Linked DNA regions of Rattus norvegicus: region 2 is linked to region 1. The links are chromatin contacts, called in public Hi-C maps. All regions are on one chromosome and are shown on one strand. The core of a region is the stretch at or near the end of the contact, and the rest is flanking DNA. Distances in the headings are between cores, read along the strand shown.

What was found. A called contact is a pair of places that touch in the nucleus more often than the background predicts.
Region 2: a contact with region 1 is called in a Hi-C map of Schwann cells, with 6 times the contacts expected there. The contact joins two enhancer-like sites. A contact is called at or near these places in 2 of 12 Hi-C or Micro-C datasets (the A7r5 cell line and Schwann cells).

Annotation. Positions count from the first base shown.
Region 1 is chr15:3,233,692-3,237,040 of GRCr8, reverse strand. All of the region lies in intron 3 of Adk (adenosine kinase), which reads left to right. Among named protein-coding and RNA genes, the nearest start is that of Adk, 60 kb to the left of the region's middle. Within about 2 kb of position 1,475, at least 12 of the 93 cell types and tissues checked have an H3K27ac peak or open chromatin away from gene starts, as enhancers often do. A contact at or near this core is called in Schwann cells, where this site is marked.
Region 2 is chr15:3,314,469-3,317,817 of GRCr8, reverse strand. It overlaps Vcl (vinculin), which reads left to right. Exons shown (of 21, transcript NM_001107248.1): 21 at 622-2,749. The coding sequence ends at 768. Among named protein-coding and RNA genes, the nearest start is that of Ap3m1, 20 kb to the right of the region's middle. Within about 2 kb of position 1,492, at least 30 of the 93 cell types and tissues checked have an H3K27ac peak or open chromatin away from gene starts, as enhancers often do. A contact at or near this core is called in Schwann cells, where this site is marked.

The sequences.
Region 1 (3,349 bases), core at 226-2,725:
TTTACTTTGACTTGTTTTCTATCATGTAGGGTTTTTTTTTGACCTCTGCACTAATGAAAACTCCCAATTGAGTATGAACAGAATCTTAAATTAAAAATTTATCAGCAGCTCCTCATGAAACGTGTTTACAAATAATGTCATTTGTGTCTTAAATTTAAATAGCTAAAATTCTCACAGAGAAAGTAGAAATGCTATTCGCCTTGGTTTGATTGGAATGCATTGTGTGCATGTATTGAGTTGTTAAAGTTTATGATGCCCATAAATATGAACAAGTACTTTATATCTACTAAAAAGAATAACCGAAATCTCTCTGTACTCAGGACCAGGGTTTTAAAAAATAAGAAATATAGATATGAAACAGTTTTTTGACTGAGAAGACAGCCCAGTGAATTCAGAGCTTGCCAAGCATGAGCACCTGACTGGGACTCTGGAACAAGTGGAACACAGTGTGTGCCTGTAGCCCAGAGCTTTGGCAGTGAGACGGAAGATACAGAGATAGCAGAGTTCCCCAAGGCCCGCGGGGCAGCAGGCTTGCTGTTTGCAGTGGTGTGTACCACAGAGAGTCACCCTGATCAAAACAAGGTGGATAGCACCTGAGCTTGACCCCCGACCTCCACGTTTTTGCTGTGGTATACATGCATTTGCACTTAGACACATGTAAAGTACATACATACACACATACACTTACACACTAAAACAAGACAGAAATCCCTAAAATGCAATTATATAATTAACAAGGCATGTATTATTCTCAAAAACACTATTATTGATTCGTATATTTCAAAATAACCTTGACAAATCATGATATAAAAAAAAATCTGTGGATACTTTACATTAGCTCACTTTCACCTACAGTTTCCCTGATTCAGTGATACAAGAGCTTCTGGTATACTGATGGTTGGCATTGCTGTATGTGGAGTAACTATGTTTTTATTAACAATAGCCCTAGTTTCTGAAATCTGATGAATCAGATTCCATAAACAGTCACTCATGCTTCCCCCAACCACTCCCTGGAAAACCCAGTTGCCACACAGGGAAAGATTTGGTCAGCAGTGACACTTGCTTCTCTAAGCAGACTTTTGCTTGTTTCTCCACTCTGAATGCTCCGCTCTAGGGGATGATTTTAAAGCTAGCGAGGAAAGCAATTATAGTTGTGGTGTGATTAATCCCAACCTCATGCTTGACTCTGAATAATCCCATAGTGAAACTGGCTGTTAGTTTTCTATGGATTGTTTTTACCCCATTGCCATCATAGTTTTATAAATGGAATAGCTTAAAATATGAAAAATGCCACTTTGATTCAATAAGTGTTCCCCCCCCCCCCCCGTGGTAGTTACTGTGTTTGAACATAACACATCAGGAAAGTGCCATGAGAGACAATTTAAAGAGTTTATTTTGGCTCAGAGACTTAGACTTTGGTCAGTCCAGGATGGCTGACTTCATCACTGTGGGACTGTGGCAAGACAGGGTGGCGGGTGCTGTTCTGGGAAACCAACAAGCCCAGATAGTGACAGAGATTTAGAGGACAAGAGATGAGAGAGAAGGAACAAGGGTGATGAGAGGAGGCAGTTATGAGATACTCCCTTTAAGAGCATATCACCTCCAGGGAGGCCTCAGATCTTCCTACTGTGTGTCACTTTTCAATAACATGGTTAAATTCCTAATCCGTTAGCAGGGCACTCTACAGATTAAGGCAGAGCTCCTGTGATTCCTTCATTTTCCAGAAGTCTCCCTTTTGAACACTGAGTTAAGGATGAAGCCTTTAACAAATGCTAGGTGCCAGGAACTTGCATTTTATATCTGAGCAATACCATCATACTAGGCACATATACCATCTATACTAGACATATATACCGTCACACTAGACATATATACCATCACACTAGGCATATATATATACCGTCACACTAGGCATATATACCATCACACTAGGCATATATACCGTCACACTAGACATATAGTTCTGTATATCTATCATAGCTCTATAAAGTTATCAAAAGAATGAAAGATACCAACTTCATTTGTAAACAGAGACTCAGGAATAGTTTGTCTTCTGTTTTTGAACATGCCTACATACCTGCAATGGTAAAAGATAGAACCATTTTTATTCACATTCATTTATAAACAAATAAATTTCTCATTGCTTGGAATATGAACGGTGTATTAAGATATGGTCAGGAGATTCGTGTAAGAAAAGGTAACAGTTGCAAAGTTATTAACAAATACGTATCTGTACTACTTTATAGAGATAGCCTAAAGGTGATTTTCCTCCTACTTTGCTATACTCTACAAAGCAGAGGAAGAAAAAGAGCTCTCTCTTCAAGGGACTTAGGTTTATTTGCTTGACTTTGAAAGACAGAATCTAAGCTAAAGCCCAATACCTATTTTGTCGTGCATAGGGTGAGTCCCAGGAATCAACCGATCTGTTACAGGTTAACACCCATTCATCACAGTGCTGGAGCAGAGACTGGTCTTCTGGTTCCCACTTAAACGCCGCCCCACCCCAACCCACCCCACCTTCTTTTTTTTGGTTCCACCAAAAAGCTCTTTAAGCAATATAGTAAGTTTGTTTTATTTACTTATTTTTAAAGGTTATTTTACTTTGTGTTTATAAGTGTTTTGTTAGTGTGTACCACACGTGTGCATGGTCCCGGTGGACCTGCAGTTGCAGATGGTTGTGAACTGCCATGTGGGTACTGGGACCAGACCCCAACCGATCCTCTGCAAGAGCACCAAGCCTTCTTACCTGCTGAGTCATCTGTGACCACAGTCATTTGAAAGAAGGTTAATGTCTGGTATAGTGACTGAGAAGAATGAACACACTATCTTGCTGCCTAAATTAATACCACAGGACCAGTTGCGATTTTAGAAATCACCTTAGACGTACAACTGAATGGACTGCAGAAAACTGGTCAGGTATTGTGTGTACCTGACTTTCAGTTTGAAGATATTTAGTATTCTTCCAAGGTGAGGCAAAAATTCAAAGGTTCATATCAGATTAATACAGAAAGCTTTCGTGCTTAGGCAGGGTCAGCCTTATGACTTGATTGAGTTATATTCTGAATGTTGTACCTGTATATCACATGATATAATGTTGAGCCGAGTTTGTGGTTTTCATTTCCTTGAGTGTTTTACTCAGAGCCCTCATCACTGGTATCCTTGTTTGCCTTGGGTCTCCTTTCTAGAACATACCCAACTTCTTCTGTCTTAGTTTTTTGATTCTATGGCTGGGACTTCCATTGGGAAATTTGAGCTACGGTGCCAGTCTCCCTCACGTTTAACTATACATTGTGTTTGTTCATATGTTTGTTTCCAGTGGTGGGAACCACTTCTAGCCTCAGGGATACAG
Region 2 (3,349 bases), core at 243-2,742, 81 kb before region 1:
TTAAGGGTTGACTGGGTTGATCATTTCCATTCATTGTTTATGAAATGCCCCCTGTACTAAATAGAGAGCAGTGAAAAAGCCAACAAAAATCTCTGCCCTGTGGAGCTTAAAGACAGACAGATAATTGGAACCACACTACCGTCTCCCCAGAACCCAACGCCAACTAAGAGAACAAAACCCACCCCAAGCAATCTAGGTATAATATACAGCACTCCATTGTTAGTGATGGATTTTATGAAGAAAAACAGTAACTTCAAGTAAAGTGCTAAGAGTTTAGTGGTGTGTTATTTAATGTATGGTTCCCTAAGATCTGAAGAATGCTGGAGGGGGAGCCTGGCTTACTTGGAAGAAAAGTGTTGTAGGTAGAGGACATAGCAGAGTCCTGAAAGAACAGCGCCTCTGAAAACCAGGAGTGAGTACATGCTGCCAGCCATACAGAGACACAGTGCAGTTACTGGTGTACAAGTCAAATCGTATAAACATTGCCCTGTTTGTGTAGTTAAGCCAGCGGAGATGGAGGGGGTCCGGTGCAGGGGTCAGCTGCAGCCCACTCCTGGCTTCATGGCAGCTTGCAGGCAGCTCTGCATTGGAGGCTATGGTAACAGGGCTCCTCTCCTGCAGGCCACAGAGATGCTGGTTCATAATGCCCAGAACCTCATGCAGTCTGTGAAAGAGACTGTGCGAGAGGCCGAAGCTGCTTCAATCAAGATTCGAACAGACGCCGGATTTACTCTGCGCTGGGTCAGAAAGACTCCCTGGTACCAGTAGGCACCTGGTCAGACCTGGCTGGTACACAGACCTCTGCTAATGAGGAGGTGACCATCTTGAGCTTCAGAAGCCATTCAGAGTTGCCAGGGGTGGAAAATCAATCCCTGGTTTCACACACCAGAAAGGAATGGGGCCTCTTCACATAGAAAAAACATTTATACTCTTGTCATGGACACTTTGAAGTGTCTCTCTACAAACCCTGTACTTTCAGTTACTCTGTGCACTCTCCCAAGGATTTTACATAAGCTCAGAATAAGCGTGAACACTAGCAGGAAGCCCTGCTCTGCCCTGGGACATTTCTCTCTGTGTTTATGGTTCACTGGCTGCCTTTCCCCCCTTTAGGCTCTCGAGACCTAGAACTGAGGCGAGTCAGTAAATAACTGTGCTTCCAAAGTGATTTTGGGTTTCCCCTTTGCTGCTGACCCTGCCCATCTTCCCTGGGCTGTGCATCACTGCTGCAGGAAAAGGTGGTCTCTGGGGAGTTCCAGCTTGCACAGCCTGGATCCATTTCCCACTTTCTCCCCATGTATTCCTAGTTCCGCACAATGGAAAACCAACTTTCACTGTTAGGAGGAAATCACTCTTCTGTCTTTACCATGCCCCTCACTAGTATGTGTTATGGAAACTTCCCTTCTCACATCCTGCCTTGCTTGGTTGCCAAGGTAACCATCATGTAAACACACTGGTGCTCTCTGCCACTGAGGGGGCAGAGTAGCTGGGTGTGATCCTGCCCATCCTCCCAGTGGGGCCACTCCCAGGTTTTCTATGCTTGTCACTGCCAGTAGAGGTCTGTGCTGAGGCCTTAGCATTCATCCTTAGCTTTTACTTTCTTTTTTAATTTCTGAGCTGAAATGCTGCATTTACTTTTAACCAAATCATCCTAGGCTTGGGCAGTCTTCCTCTATGTGCTTCTTAAACAAGACTTTAAAGATCATAGGTGTGTGTGTCTGCAATCTCTCCATCCCCCACTTTTTTTTTTTTTTTTTTTTTAATTTTGAGACTGGGTCTCTCTATGTTGTCCAGGCTAGTCTTGAACTTCTGGATTCAAGTCATCTACTTGTGTCAGCCTCTTAGCTCCTACCACCACACTTGACTTTGCTTGTAACTTTGAAAAGTCCATTCAAAATTAAGCTCTTAAGAGACTGAATGGAAAGGCAATTTTGTCTGAAGGATATTTCCTATGTAAGGGAGAATAGCATTTGCAGAATATAATTCTGGTGCTGCTAGGGAAAAATCAGTAGGAAGTTATAGTTCCCAGTTGCTTTTAACCAACTACAACCTTCTCTCAATATAAAGTATTCAAGAATAAAGAGTATGGTATCTACTTATCAGAAAGGCATGTTTCCTATTGGGCAAAGTTAGTGAAAAAGTGACTTTACTCATTTTTGCATTTACCTCGGCTGTATAAGCATTTCCTAGCGCATGGATGCTTCTTCCAGAAATCAAGAACCAGGTGAATACAGGACTAAGACCTTCCTGGATGTTCTTCCCACATCTAGTATGTTGACCCCAACACTGAACTTGCAAATCTTAAGTTGACCCTGAATACTCAGGCTTCCCCTATTTCCTTTCAGCTGATAACAGATTCTTTTGAAAGCTCTCAGCAGATCTGTATAGTTGCTTACCTGATATAAATGCATATCAATGCCTTTAAAGTATGAATCTATGCCAAAGATCATCTTTTGTTTTACTAAAGATTACTTAGAGGAATTAAGAAAAATGTTTGCTCTCCAAGTTCTTCCAGTTCTGGAGACATATGTCCGCCAGATGTGCTTTTCTCAAGTGTCAGTGCTCACAGTACAAGGAGGCAAAAGGAAACAGTCCCTGAACGACGTGTTAGAGATGCCACCACTAAAAACTACATTTATAAGCTAGGACTTACATGCAAATGTTTTCTGCCTCTTCTTTCGTTCTGTTTAAAACAATAAAGTACATTTATATGAATAATGCTCTAAATGAGGTTATTTTACTAACGACTTTATCCAATCCAGAAAGGAGTTAGACAGTAGTGTAGAACATAAGCGGGTCGGTGTGATAAAGGACAATCTTGGTAGCAATTCTGGCTAATGTATTCTAATACAGTAGAAGGAGAGGTCACAAGTTACCAGTGGGCAAAGCAGCCAAATGTAGGGCACCTCTGGCTAGAGTGGCCTCACTTTAGAAGATTTTAGCTATTAGAGAACACCCCATCCCTCCAGAAGCCGAAGCTGTGAAATGTGAGGGACATTTTTGTTTGTTCACGACCCTAGTACATAGCTATGGCCGTGAGGCAGAACTAGCTTTGAGGACACAGCCCTCTTGTTTGAGGAAATACTGACTAAAACAAAAAAGTTGCTTTTTGCCTAATTTTCTAGACCTGAAGAAGGAAAATGAAAAGGTTAAGTACTACCGCAGGGTGAACTTACATTACACTGACTTGGAGTGGACGGCAGCTCCATGGCTGCTGAGTGGACTCACAGGTCCCTGAGTCCTCCTCCACTGCTGTTCACCGTGCTTACTGGTGTGTACCTCAGACACTGCAGTTTTGTTTTTTTGTTTGTGGTTTTAAAAAAAAAAAAAAAACCAGTTGCTTTTAAGGACA